2 separate regions of the Drosophila melanogaster genome follow, and region 1 is linked to region 2. A link is a contact called in public HiChIP or PLAC-seq data. All regions are on one chromosome and are shown on one strand. The core of a region is the stretch at or near the end of the contact, and the rest is flanking DNA. Distances in the headings are between cores, read along the strand shown.

Region 1 (7,267 bases), core at 2,271-4,770, 140 kb after region 2:
CCAGATTAGGCTCGTAAAAGAAGAGATAGTCAACATTAAATTTGCCATTCAATGGGCAAGGCTGGGTGTTCCTGCTAAACGAGTTCGAGTTGAAAGAGATCGACAGCCTACTCAAAATCAATAATATGCCGACTTCTGCCTTAACGGTCGAAGAAATGTTAAAACTCTCAGACGTTTACGTTTTACATAACGGAACTACAATTTTGTATGTTATCAAAATCCCAATTTTAAAACCAACTAATTTCCTAAATTATCAAATAAGGCCGGTAAAGAAAAACAATAATATCATTAATTTACCAGCTAAAGAAATTTTTAAATTTAAAGACGAAATGTACGGAATTAATGCCTTTTGCAAAAGTTCAAACAGTTTAAAAATATGTAAAGATAAATTCATTAGTAATTTAAGTAATAACCTTTGTCTACCCGAACTTTTAAATGGAAAGCAATAAAGGTGTGAGTTCGCCAATGCAGAACACATCCCTGCAATAGAAGAAATAGACGACTGGCTAATATTACTCAACGACTTCAATGGCACGGTGAACTGGAGGGACATCGAGAGACGATTGAGCGGCACTTACTTGATAACGTTCCTGAACGAGACCCTGAAAATCAACGGCCGAGAGTTCAGTAACAATGAAGTGGCTTCAACAAAACCTGCGCCACCACTGATACAGCTGACTCCATACGAGGTGGGACGCCTTCGAATTCTCTCACTAGAAGCACTCGAGCAACTTCATCTGAATAACACATCTGAGTTGCGCAAACTTCGAACGCACTCAACAATAAACAGAGTGTTCGGCGCAACAATACTAATGATGATTGCTGTCCTGATCTTCGTGACAAATCGGTGCTGCCGGAGAGAAAAAAGGTGGTCCTTCAAATCGACGCACCTGGCATTCAAACCATTGACGCGGTGCCCAAACCACCACAGATCACCCCACCAACAATGCGTTTCAACAATATCCCGTTTTTTTGATGACCGCTTGAGGACAAGCGTCGATTAAGAGGGGAGGAGTTATTGCCCTTTAAGTTATTGTCCCACATCTTATATTTCAACATCATTTCTGGGTAAACACAAGTGCCCAAAATGCTGACCAAAGGTCTGCATTCTTTCCGCTGTCAACGACCAGCTAAAAGTGCGATCATCTGCACTTCTCCGCCGCGTAGCCGCTGACGACCACTGATTCGCTGCCGACGCCCACACTTGATTGCTAGGGACTTAGGGAAATATTTTGTATCTCAGCTTTAGTTTCAAATGAACAATTACAATAAACGGTCGCTTGCGATCTACAAAATAAAAATCAATAAACTGTAATTATTTACTTATATAAGTCGTATGAACTTTCGGAAACTTCTCTTGAAAGTACGTAACTTGGTCGTTTTGATTATATAAGGTATCTATATAAATGTTCTTCGGATTCTATTCTTATGTTCTGATTGGATATAAATTTGTTTATGGATTCAATTTCTGTTTCTGATAATATAAATTTAGGTATTATATTGAGCTTAGTTAGCAAAATACTTTTCGCTATGTTATTAATATGGTTTTGTAAAATATCTATATTGAAATTAATTCTAGTAATGTATTGGACTAAGTTTATTTCGTTGGGTTTGTCATTGCTTGTTTTATATATATTGTTATTGTAGTTTTTTAATGAATATGTTAGTACTTGTTTGTTCTTGGCTTATGTCTTGTGTAATATTTTCAAATCTTAAAGTAATATCTTTTAATTTGATTTTTATTTTCCTTAAGAAAGTTAAACTTATCATTTATTTGTTGGGCGTCTTTAGCGTCCATATTTCCTGTCACAAATTTTATTTACTTCCTTTTTCTTATTCTCTTGGAAATAAATGTCCCTTTCCTTGAGAGCCCATTCGAAGGCTTCTTGGAGGTTGGTAGGTCTCATGGACCTTACCGCTAGTCCGAGTGGGCCTTTGATACTCCTTATGAACGTATTTAGACAGGTGTCCGTGAAAAATTTCTTATTTGTTTTAATAAATATTGATTCGTATTCTTTGGTGTCGGTTAGTTTAAAAAAGGTCGTTCTAATTTCGCAAATTTTTTCGAATAAGGTTTGACTTGGAAGTTTAGAATCATCGAGGTTATGTAGTTCCGATAAGATGCCAAGTTCAACTTTTTATCAAAGTGCGGACAAGCCCAAAGGATTCAAGGCTCAAAAAGTACGAATAACTGTAGTCTTCATAACAATTGGCAAGTTTCAAAAAACAGGTTGCATCAAAAATAAGACCTTGTGCCTATCCTATATTTCGCTAACAAAAATCTTTAATGACAGGAGAGCTTTGGCGAAAATTATTAATGACACTTAATGAGGACATCATTTTAAAGAATATAAAAGCTTTGTTATTTTCCCACATCGCTTCCTGCCACGAAAATCTGGAAATATTGAAACATATAAAACTTATTTTCATGCCGCCAAATACAACAGCAGTCTTGCAGACATTAGACCAAGCAATTATACAGTGTCTCAAAGTTGAATACCGACGTAAGCAGTTGTCAGCAATAGAGAGAGACAAGAACATGAAGCAGATCCTGAAGAGATGGCATTACTAGATGTGCTTCATTTTTTACATCAAGCTTGGGATTCGGTGAAAAATAAAACCATTTGCAATTGCTTTCAAAAGGTAAGCACATTTCAGTTACAAAAACAAATTGTTAAATTGATATTTATACAGGCAGGATTTATTTCGACATCGCTGGAGCTTGGTGATGGTGATCTTCAGGAAGAATGTGCCTTCGCTAGAAAAATAAAGTCAACATGCAACTGGGACGAATATGTGGTAATCGATGAGAGCCTGGATTGTTTCGGTACCTTGACAACAAAAGAGATAACAAGTGCTCTTCTGAATGAGCAGACTGAAGAGTATACTTAAGTAATGGGAACAATAAATTCCATTAATAAAAGTACACTAAAAATGTGAATTATAACCAAATTGCGGTTAAATGCTGCTGGCTGTTATTGGGTCGCGTAGTGCCCTCCAATCTTATGTTCAAGCGCCTTAGAGCTAGGCTCTGGTGACGCCTTTGAATCCATTTAAATTGGTCTAATTTTAAATATTTATGCTTTATTCTTATTGTCTATATTCGATAATAATCAATTCTATGATAATTCTCAGAATAGGAAGATATCCAATAGTTAGAAGAAGAAGATATTTTCTTCCAGTTTAGTTCTCATTAACTTATTGTATTATAAAAAAAAAAAATTTTTTTTACAGAAATTGCTACTTTATATGAATATTATATATATATATATATAAAATTACATATTCCCTTGTACCTTTGCTTATACCTTTCCGATTAATTAAAATATTGGCTTTCAGGATTAGCATCATAGAGACCTAGCTTCATTGTAGCTTGTTTTAATTTGGAAACAGTATGAATGTCTTTACGCGCTAATGCTACCAGCATATGATCTTTCCCCCAGTTGTCTCACCAGGGTTACGTATGGTCTATGGTTTTTATTTCCATCCATGTTGTTGCTCTTTCTTTACGACTTCGAACGCTAAGCCTATGATCAGACGTTTCACTGCTCCGTATATTACATGTGCTGGCCGGGCATCTTGGGTGGGGTGAAGGTTAGGCAGCTGTTCGACCTGGTTGACGAATCCTGATAATTTGCCACGTGTACCGTCATAGTCATTTAGTTCTGTAATCTGGCCTAATAATTGATTAAAATGGATCTCAGAAAGTTGTGGTACTGCCTTGTTGTAGGTTTTGGTATGCTTATAGATATACACAGTTTTTGAAGTTATTTTGTTTTATAAAAGTTCACGGAATTAAAAATTTTCATAAAATTATATTTGCGAACGCACGTAGTTTTGTTTGCGAATCAATATTTATTAGAAATCACTGTTTTTAATTCGCTGGTCAGGATTGGTAGTTTTATAGCATATCGTATAATTGGTAAGCACCCTACTTAAAAGTCTTCTTGTTGATCCTACCGACTGCGCCAATACATGTTCGCAATATTCAAAGGTAAAAAATATAGCTTTATTTAACTGAATAATTACAAATCTTTATTTTGAAGAACATCGGTCAATTTAATTTAGGTCTCAAACTCCAAGGCTCGATTTCGAGCTCATTAAATATGGACTTCGGACTTTAGAGTTTTAATGAGCTTTTGGAGTTGGTTTTCTTGCGCTCTTAGATTTTTTAGATTTAATTTATTGAAATTCAAAACTTTTGTTTTCGTGCTTGTGAGTCTGACGTGACAATTTGACAATTATGTTTAAATTAAGCATTGGATTTTTGATCTACTGGTGTGTGATTTTTTGGGGTTTTCAGTGACATCCTGTAGACGAATTTGGGTTTATTCCACTCGGCCTTGCTTTGGGTTTATTCCATTGTATGACAGTTGCTGTGTGTTAATGAGTGTAGGCATGCTTAAGACTAAGTGGCTTATGGATATGTCACTCCCCCAACCATTGGCAACATATTCAACATATATCCAACATATTCATTAAACCCTAAACCAACAAGTACGCAACCATTTATTTTGTCATTGAAATGTACATTTTAGATATGTACAAATGTATATAAACATATACAATGGGGTAGCAGGCTAGGCCAAAAGAAGGGGTCAAGTCGTTTTCCAACTTAATCGATCAAACTCTCACAATGTTTGCTTAACTAGTAACTTGTTTGATTACATCGAATACCTTACCATTACTATGCACATAAGCACTTGGAGTGTAAACATTCCAAACGATAAAAATGCTAATGTCGTTAGTGCAATGTCCGATATGTCCTTAAAATTTATTTCTTTCTTATTGTTTGAGAAATCGGTAACAGAATTCAGGCGCTCCGAATGTTCTTCATAATCGGATGTGTATTCCTTTTGAGGATGATCATATCCTTAAAGAAGTTTTAACATAAGATATATAGATAAACGATATTTATATCTTGAGATATACCATTTTTATTGTTTTTCTTCGAAATTAAGGCAATATTATCCTTGAAGTTAAATTTGTTGTTGGATTCGCCAGGAGACTGTAAGATAAGATAAATATGTAAGATAATTCATCCGCGAAGGAATCAGTGTTAACTTACAATGAAATAAGTTCTGGGGGCCAATGAAGGGGCATCCGTATAAGCATAGCCAGTAATGTCTCCGTAATCATATTCTTCGGTTGCTGCGGAACTCGGCTGATTTAAATCGGACGACCTTCGATATCGATTCCCACTTCCATAGGAATAGTGACTAATTTCCTTTACATTTGTATCGCGGTTATACATAGCCATTAAGCTGTACAAATTTCCAAAAATATATATAATTAAAAACATGTTTTACAAACCACCTTAAATTGTCATGCCCTTTGGAAAGTGGTTAAAATTGTGTACCCGTTTATTGTAGATTAAAATGGGATATAATACTATACTAGATTCGTTGAAAAGTATGTAACAGGTAGAAGAAAGCGTTTTCAACCATATAAAGTATATAAATTCCTGATCAGGATCGATCAGGCCCTATCCGCCACTCCATCCGTCCGTATGAACGTCGAGATATTTTGAACAATATATGCTAGAGACGCCCATTCTAACGCCCACTAGCCGCCTTAAACTGCCACGTCCACACTTTCGCAAAATGCTGTGACCTTTTGTCATTTTTTTGTTTATTAATTTTGTAAGTTTCTATCGATTTGATAGACACCAGCGAGGGCAGACGTGATTTTCGTGGAACTGGGATGCGAGTAGCAAACCACATGTTCCACAGTGTACCGACAGCGGTCGCGTGAATCGGACTACACCGACAAAGAGGCAATCAAGTAAGCGTTAGATTTCCCCAGAGAAGCAGCCAGGGAAACACATTATCTTTTAATAAAGAAATCGTGTGAACATTATCTACCGCATTTTTCATTCCTCACTGCACTGCAAGACCTTACTTCGTCAGAGGTTTCACATTCCCGCAAAAGGCGGCTGAGAAGATCCACCAGGTTAAGGACAAGTACAAGGACCCAGGAGTCAGCACCTCAAACAGATTTGCCACACTGCCTATTGAGAGCGGCAAAGAGAAAATGGATGAATCTGAAGAATAAAAGAATGCACCCATGCCTTCCCCAATTGTAATTCCATGTCCGTGATTATGTCTGTCAAATAGTCGCAGCTGACAGCTTCTCATACAAGGCCACTGGAGGAGAGTGTGTCCGACCTACCGCATAATTGTGGATCGAGAACATGGACAAGCATCGAATGGCCTTCCGCACGGTCCAGCTTAAGGAGAATCGGGCCTTCCTTCTCAACGGCAGCTTGGTTCATAACGGAGGAATTAAAAGTTCTCGGACACACTGTCTGAGACTTAAAGAATGCGATATATAGAACCACCAAGTCCAACGGCAATGTTTTTTGTTAACCTGGAACCAGCCGCCAATAAGAAGAAGGTTTTTGAAGCCAATAAGAAGAAGGTTTGTGAAGTAACCAGACTATGCCTCGCTGTGGTGACTGTAGAAAAGCCCAGGAAGTTTGTCAGGGCTTCGGGAATTACCAGAAATATTCCAAACTGCATTACACTTGTGTCAAGTGCGGTCAAGAGCATGCCTCTGTGGAGTGTAAAACATCAAAAGGCGTTCGTGCTACTTGTGGCAACTGTGGAGAGGTGCACACAGCGTTATACCAAGGCTTTTGAGTATAGATTGAAGTCAAAAGGAGGGCTGGCCCAAAGCCAGCCAAATGAGGCCAATGATCCCACTGGTTTCAAAGTGCCAGTATTCATTTGTTGACGGAGCCAGACAAAATTAGTATAGCAGCAGCATACTTGACGCCACAATAAGCTATCCCGATTTGTCCTCGCAGTTGAACAACCCATGTTTATTTTGGGCGGAGATTTCAACGCCAACCACACATTTTGGGGCTCAGGGACTGTAAGTCCCAAATACTTTTCAAATGTATTAGGAATAGTTGCAGTGTCCACTCACCGAGGGAACCTACTTACTGGCCTACTGACCCCACAATGTTTCCTGATCTCTTGAACTAAGCAGTAAGCAGTACCAAAACTTTTTTGTGTTCGGATCATAGCATGGTCAAGATCCTCTTAAAAAGTTGGTACATACGGTCCTCATCTCCATTGAAGCTTATGAGGCGCTACATAAATATCAGCATATGCTGGATCGTAGATCCTCAGCCGGGAATCCAAACTCCGGAGGAAATTGATGATGCGGTAGAGAGTGTCACCAGAATAATCCACTTGGGAACCAACCTTGCAACACAGGCAGTTAATGAAGCGCGGCGAATCATATAGCACGCAGAGATACC
Region 2 (7,396 bases), core at 3,018-5,517:
GTTGTGTAAGATCAGCAGTTGCATCCGGACGGTCCTCTCGTCGAGTCTTATGTTGACTTCGATCAGCGATGTGACTTCTTCGTACCGTCCATCTGCCATTCTTACTTCTCTCCTCGTAGGTAAGACCACTCCTGCCGCCTGCAACCTGTCCGTCAGCTCCTCGCTAATAAAGCTGGCCGTGGCTCCAGTGTCCACCGTGGCCTATCTCTACTCCGTCTATGAGCACTGTGGCGGTGCTTCTATTTTGAGGGGCTGGAGCTTGGGAACCCTGGTTGCCCCTCTGAGGCTGGGGTCGGAAGGTGTTTCCCGATCTGTGGCAGCATTCCGCATTCCTTGAACCGCAGGTCCAGCAAAAATTGATTTCTCTGGCCACCGCATCTGTGGCAGGCTTGTGCTGGGTTCGGCACAAAAACGCGCCGCATAGGGTCCGGTTCTCTTCTGTTGTTGTTGTTCCTCGACGGGCTTGCGGTGCCATCCTGGCACCTCCTGCGGTAATTCTCGCTGGTGGCGGGCCCTATGATTCCGCTCTAGATAAAACCGTTCCCTTTGGGTGTCCAGCTCTTCGAACTCGTCGGCTAGGGCCATCAGGGCAACCAAGTTTTTTTTTTTTAATTATATACGGCAGGAAAATGAAATCTTCTAAAGATACCATCTAACCTCCTTGGATGGCATGCACGATTCATAACCCTCAGCTGAAGGCTTATGCCTACGTACTAAACAAAAACCTCCGCTCTCTCTCCTGTCCTTGTCAAGCTCACCGGGACTGCCAGTGAAAGTATTTCATCGGTGAGCAGGATGTGATGCCAAGTTGCACAACATCTTCTTTTGCGATGCACAGCAGCGCCTTTTTACGACCAACTGAGCGTACAGTCGTAGAGTTCTTGCCCCGCCAACATACAGGAGTACTCCTTATCTATAGTACCGATTGGCCAACTCGTCCTTACGGACACGCTTCATCATGGTGACGATGATCACGTGAGCCCCGTCCCAAACGATTTTTTCCGCCATCATAGCGGCAACCAGGCCTCTCGGGCTGAAAGATGACCCAGCGAGCGCCACGAGTTGCGCCCTCTCCTCGACGAACCTGGAGCAGTGCAGTATGATGTGCTCTGCGGTTTCCACTGCGTCTGTGCAGTAACGCAGCTCTGTGGTGGTAACGCAGCTCCAGATAGGGGCAGAGTAAAGCAGCGTTGCCTTTGAAACCGCCACTAACAGTCTCCTAGCCGGCAATCTGGGTACTCCCACTTTGGGCATGATTCTCGCCAATGCTGCTGTAGTCAGTGCCGCTTTTTTGCTGGCATACCTTGCGTGAGCCTTGAACGAGAGCCTTCGGTCTATTAGAACACCAAGGTATTTCAGCGTTTCTGCTGAGGCAATTTCAACTCCATTGACTTCCACACACATGCACTCAACGGACTTTCTGCTGCTCGGCAGGACTACTTCGGTCTTATGCGCAGCTATTCTACGTCCGACTTTCTCGAGCCATTTTATGACTGCCCTGATTGCCACGTTACTTTTGTCGTGGAGCTCCGGTATTGTCTTGGCAACAGCTGTTACCGGTATTTAGTGATTAGCTCAATGCGCGCGTACAGTATGCGCTCAAAGAGCCTGCCAACAATGTCCAACAGATACCACGGTCGGTAACTGCGAGGTGCATTTGCGGGCTCCTTGCCTTTCGGCAAAAGGACCAGCTTCATCTTTTTCCAGCGCTTGGGGAAGACTCCGTCCAGCAGACACTGTTGGAATGTATCCCTAGAGACCTCTGGTTTTGCGGTGGCGGTTGCTTTGATGATCACGCCCGGGATACCATCAATGCCCGGAGCTTTGTTCGATCTGATCCTCTTTGCTGCTTCGACGACTTCGCATGTCGTGATGCATGGGAAGTCAGAGGCAGGGGGTCAAACGCGGGTTGCCATAACGTGTGTTGGCTTGGAAATAGTTCCGACACGATGTTAGCCAGGGCGGCTGGGTCCTGCGGAGATCCTGCACCAGCGGAATTCAGTTTTTTCCTTACGACTTTGTAGGCGAGACCCCAGAGGTTGTCGTCTACGCTAGCAATCAGGTCCTGAAATGCATTCGCTTTTGCTGCTGATATGCCATTCTGAAGCTTAGTTCGCTTCGCTTTATATAACTCAATGCACTGGGCGTGGTGCGGTTGCCTTCTATATCTCTGCGCTTGCCTCCTCGCCTTGAGGCATTCCGTCCGAAGCTGGTGCAATGAGTCACTCCACCAGTAGACAGGGGGCTTTCGTTTCGTGTTCATGTTCATTTTCTTCGGCATCACCGCATCACACGTTGCTCTGAGCCTATCCATGAGCGCTGACACCATGGTCTCCGCGTGTCCAATTATGGACTCCATGCCCTCGATCTGGTATGCCAGCATGTCTTCATCCAGTTTCCTAATGTCCCATACCGGTCCTAGCGCACATCTTCGCTGTTTGGGTATCGGCCTCATTGTTTGGGCACCGAACTTGATCAGGTTATTGTCGCTCAGCGTTATGTCCTCATGGACCATAGATTCCAAGTAGCCACTAGAACTCTGCTAACAAAGGTGACATCAATGAAAGACGTACCTCTGTCATTATTAAACGTCGGTTTGAGTCCGTCGTGTAGCAATACGAGATCTAGCAGGTTCCCATGAACATCGATCACTGCTCGTCCTCTTGTGTTAGAAATTCGACTGCCCCATTCTGTAGCCCAGTCATTGAGGTCACCTCCGATGACTGTTGGTCTGCGCCCACTTGCATGGTTAACCAGCTTTTCGAACATTTCCTTGTTCCGGACTGTCGCTAGGTGGAGCATAGCAGCTGTAGAAGTGAATTCCTCTAATGTTGGCGTATGCTATGCCGCGCATTGGTACGGTTTCCCACTCCTCTACCAATAAACTGGATGTACATTTAATGGCCGCCTTGCCTGTCTCATCGAGTAGCACTCCTGAGTTACCCACACCAGGAAGGTATGGTTCACTTAGAAGCACTACGTCCGCATTGCGCTCCTTCGCTGTTTGAGTCAGAAGGTTCTGTGCAGCTGCGCAATGGCTAACGTTGAGGTTAATGATGTTAATTTGTTCTAGCATCATTATGACGGCTATTAGCTCATTTGGTGTTAGCTTTGTAGGTGGGGCATGCACCCGTCGCATGGTTCTTGTCCACGTCGCTGCTGCAAATCAGGCATCTTGATGGGGCTACGCAGCCCTTTGCCTTATGCCCATGCTCACCACACCGTAGGCAGCAGTCAGAGCGATCGAATAACTTGCAGTTGGGTTATGCGGCAACGTGACCATCCCACGGTTACAACGCCCCGGTTGATGACCTGCGGAGGCCTCTTACATCCTCTGGTTCTAGGCGGATGCCCTGAAATTGGGAGACCAGGGAATTATGAAGATCCTGAGCCGTCGTAGCCTCGTCTAGTCCCGTTTTTTTTTCAGGATTAGCGCCTCAGGTTTTTTGTGCAGGCGCTTGGGCTTCACTTTAGCCCATTCTTCGTCCTTGTTAGCGTCCTTGGCGACAGACGCATACCTTTCCGGCTTGGAGACAGCCTTCGTGGGTACCGCCTTACCGGTGGATTTCGAGGCAGATGTCTGGTTGTCCGTTTTGGGGACCTGCACATTCGGTAATGCCTGTCTGGGTGGCGCCACCTGGCTGCGCTTAGTTTTTCCTGCCACAGTCTGTGTGGCAGTACTCCTTGGCGGGGGCTTCTTGTTGATACCCTCCTTGCTTGCTTGCTTGCTCACCTCCCGCTCCCTGGATTGGGGTTCCGACTCCTCTTATAGGGGACCTCGATAGCCTACCACTCCTCCTGAACGGGTCGTTGGGGTCGGGGGCACTGCCACCCCTGTTCTGTTTATCTGATATAATAGGGTGACTACGGCTTGTTGGTCACCAGCGCTCCGTGGGAATCAGAACTAGTTGCAGTTGATTTAGATTTCAAATTTTAGTTCAAATTAATTAATTCAAACCTAAATTTGAATTCGAATTTCGCGCCCAAATGATGATCGCACCGCTGATCTGGCAACGAAAGACTTACCAGCTCGTCCACTGCGAAAGGTTGGCAATGCTATCAGCTGTCTTATCTGATGCAGCTGATCTGATTAATTGCCAATTTACTGGATCACTCGTGAATTCCGAAACGACGATGTGACGCTCAGAACCGCGACACAAACCCCAGTGTGGATTTGCAGGTTTTGTAGCAGTTTAAGGCTGACCGGACTCGTATATGTCGAAATTCCCGCAGCGCAGCAAAAAGACGTGCGTATTACGCGGGAACTCGAACGCTTCTCCAGGGCATCCAGGGGTCGGCACTCATACGGGCGTATAAACATGCGTAAGGATGGCGTGCTGTTTTCCCTTATTCTTGCCCGCGTCTCGTTCTGCGACATTCCTAAGGGCCGCATCAGGGTCTGCATGGCCGCCATGTAGTCCTTAAAGTTCTCGCCGTGTCGCAGGAAAAATTACTGGAAGCTTTTCATGAACTCGGCCCTTGCCTCCCAGAACTTGTTGTTGGCAATGAACCACTTCAAGGCCCTGCCCGTTAGTAATTCCCGCATCGCTCTTGGGATCTGGTTGATGTCGAGTCCATATATCATTGCTGACCATTCCACCTGTTCCAGGAACTCTAGTAGCTTCTCGTTCCCGTCGTAACGAAAACTCCACTCTCGCACCTGTTTCACCACCATTACGTAGTTCTGCGCTGCTGCCCTTCCCGCCGCTCCCTTCCTTCGCGGCTGCAATCTCGGCGTTCCTGTCCGATTTCTTTCCTTTCGGACCTGCGTCCGCTGGCCTCCGCCATGCTAGCGAAGTCGAGGCTCCTCACCAGGCCTTCTACGCCGGTGACTTTCACTTCTACGACCGGTCTCCTTCCATATTCCTTTTCCAGCGCTTCTAGAATTGCGACAGATTCCGGCTCATCTGTGGTCTGGTCGATGAACTCGGACAATATCTTCCGCATCTCCTCGACCCAACCTTCCAGCTTGATCCCGAATGCACTTGCTATGGCTGGAAAGTCATCTTTCTGTAAGCTGTACAGCCACAACTTCCCCATCTTGCTCTATTTTCCTTTTGCCGGGACAATCACGCTTGCGCGACAGATCTAACGTACTGATTTTCTTATTTTCGCTACGGTACGGATTGCAGCGGCTAGCTCAGAGAGTTTGTGCGTTTGTCCCACCAAATTTATGATTTGTGTGATTGCTCGACCAAGGAAAAGCAAAGGGTTCTTAATACAGTCGTTTATTCTACAGTCTTATGGATAACTCCTCCAGCGATCTCGCTGCTCCTGCGGCGTTTCTCCTGCAACGCCCTGCCTCCGTTGTACTGTTTGCTCCTAGACACGGACGACAAGTCGGCCCGGCCGGGATTAGGATGTTATGGTGCAGGGTGTATCGTCAACGGGCGAGGCAACGCTCGTCCTGGGACCACCTTTGCTGGCCACTGACTCCACTGACCATTTCTGACACGCCACATCCTTCTCCTCCACTCCCAGGATCTCTACTCGCTTGTGGTGATCGTCATTCCGTGTCCTTCGGGCCTCTTGCCGCCCGATGCTTCCACTGTTTCTTTCCTTCTGACTTGACCGCCCGTTCGACCTCTTCGCCCTTGACCCGCTGGAGTCCAAGGTCCAGAGCGGTACGGTTAGTTCACGGTGCGTTTTCTTTGTGCACGCACCGTTGCCGTTCGACCTGTTCGCCCTTGACCAGCTGGAGTCCAAGGTCCAGTGCGGTACCGTTAATTTACAGTTAATTTACTGTTGCTAGGCCACTCCCCTACACGAGATTTGAGGGGAGTTTTAAGACTCCTCACACATCTAATCCATCTCAAATAAACTGTCTGACAGGGACAAATTGGTAGTTCTAGGTGATTTTAATATACACAACATGGTCCCCAGAAGAAAAATCGAATATCCTTCCGATTTACTATCCGTTAATCTCTAAACCTCATTGGCTTAATAATGAGTTGACAAACCTAAGAAATGTAAAGTCCAGACTTTATACAAAATTTAAAAATACTGGTTCTCAGTCCATCCTTACTAAATATTTAAGCGCTCGGTTAAACTTTACCGTGCTTAATGCTCAGTGATTCAGGAATTATTTAAACCTTCGTAAGTTCCACAGTTCGCACAGGATCCGAAACAGTTTTATAATTTCGTTAGCACTAAGCGAAAAACAAGTTCTTACCCTTCCTCTCTATTTTTTTAAAACACTACGGTAACATCGGATCAGACAATAGCCGATCTATCGCCAAGCTTTTTCAAACAACATATTCTACTTTACCTCATTCCGAACACCCATACTCTTATGCTGTATTTAAGTCGAATCTAATATTTTGACCCTCTATAAACGAAAGCCCACTATAATCGAAAGCGTGTTAAACCTGTCTATTCGTGTAGCTGTGTGCTCAGATTATGCAAGCCTGTACTGAATCTGTTTACCTTAACTCTGGGACCTTCACAGTTCCCTAACATATGGAAGGAGTCCTTTGTGATTCCTCTTCATAAAAAAGGTAGCAAACTGGATGCAAGCAATTACAGAGGAATCTATATTGTCGGCTATCCCAAAACTTTTTGAAAATGTTATCACTCCTCATTTGCAGCACCTTTGTAGATCAATTATATCACCATGTCAGCACGGTTTTATGAAACGCAGATCAAAAACCACTTACCTCTTGGAGCTAACTTCTTTCGTAATACAGAGCTTCAAAAATAATCTGCCAACAGATGTCATTCACACTGACTTTAGTAAAGCATTTGACTCTATTAACCATTACCTTCTAGTAAGGCAACTTGATCAATTAGGTTTCCATGTTGATCTTCTAAGTTAGATTTCAAGCTATCTGAATGGCAGGACGCAACAAGTCCTCTTTAAAAATTCTCTATGTTGTATTCTCTGAGTCAAATCCGGTGTCCCACAAGGGAGCCATCTTGGTCCGCTTCTTTTTAGCTTATTCATAACCGACCTCCCTTTAATAATAAAACATTCGCGTGAACAAGGACATTTCGCGCCATTTGGACTTACAATCCGATCGAGACAGCTTTCAAATATGGTGCCGTGATAATTTAATAGACTTAAATGGCTCCAAACGTAAAGTTATGACCTTTTGTCGTGTCAACCCAATACGCACAACGTTGATGATCTTGGTGTTCTTCTGGACCCTTAACTAAACTTTTCTGACCATATTTCGACTATTGTCAATAAGGACAGGGGTGTGCTGGGTTTTATAAAAAGGTGGTCTAAGGAATTTGATGATCCTTACATGACTATAACCTTATTTATTTCGTTAGTACGTCCGATTCTTGAGTATGGATCACTTGTTTGGAGTCCACAATACGTAGTCCACTCGGACTGCATTGAATCGGTCAAAAAAACTTCTTACTTTTTGCCTTGCGGCGCCTAAATTGGGAT

Evidence for each region. HiChIP or PLAC-seq counts read pairs in DNA pulled down with a chosen protein or histone mark.
Region 1: an H3K27ac HiChIP or PLAC-seq map of the Kc167 cell line shows a contact between it and region 2, with 3 times the contacts expected there. The contact joins two enhancer-like sites. A contact is called at or near these places in 13 of 107 Hi-C or Micro-C datasets (the D17-c3 cell line, the Kc167 cell line, the S2 cell line and 5 more) and 1 of 6 datasets of contacts at active chromatin or transcription factors (the Kc167 cell line).

The regions. Positions count from the first base shown.
Region 1 is chr3L:23,443,606-23,450,872 of dm6, forward strand. No RefSeq gene overlaps it. Among named protein-coding and RNA genes, the nearest start is that of AGO3, 110 kb to the right of the region's middle. Within about 2 kb of position 3,521, at least 2 of the 39 cell types and tissues checked have an H3K27ac peak or open chromatin away from gene starts, as enhancers often do. A contact at or near this core is called in the Kc167 cell line, where this site is marked.
Region 2 is chr3L:23,307,299-23,314,694 of dm6, forward strand. No RefSeq gene overlaps it. Among named protein-coding and RNA genes, the nearest start is that of alpha-Cat, 27 kb to the right of the region's middle. Within about 2 kb of position 4,268, at least 2 of the 39 cell types and tissues checked have an H3K27ac peak or open chromatin away from gene starts, as enhancers often do. A contact at or near this core is called in the Kc167 cell line, where this site is marked.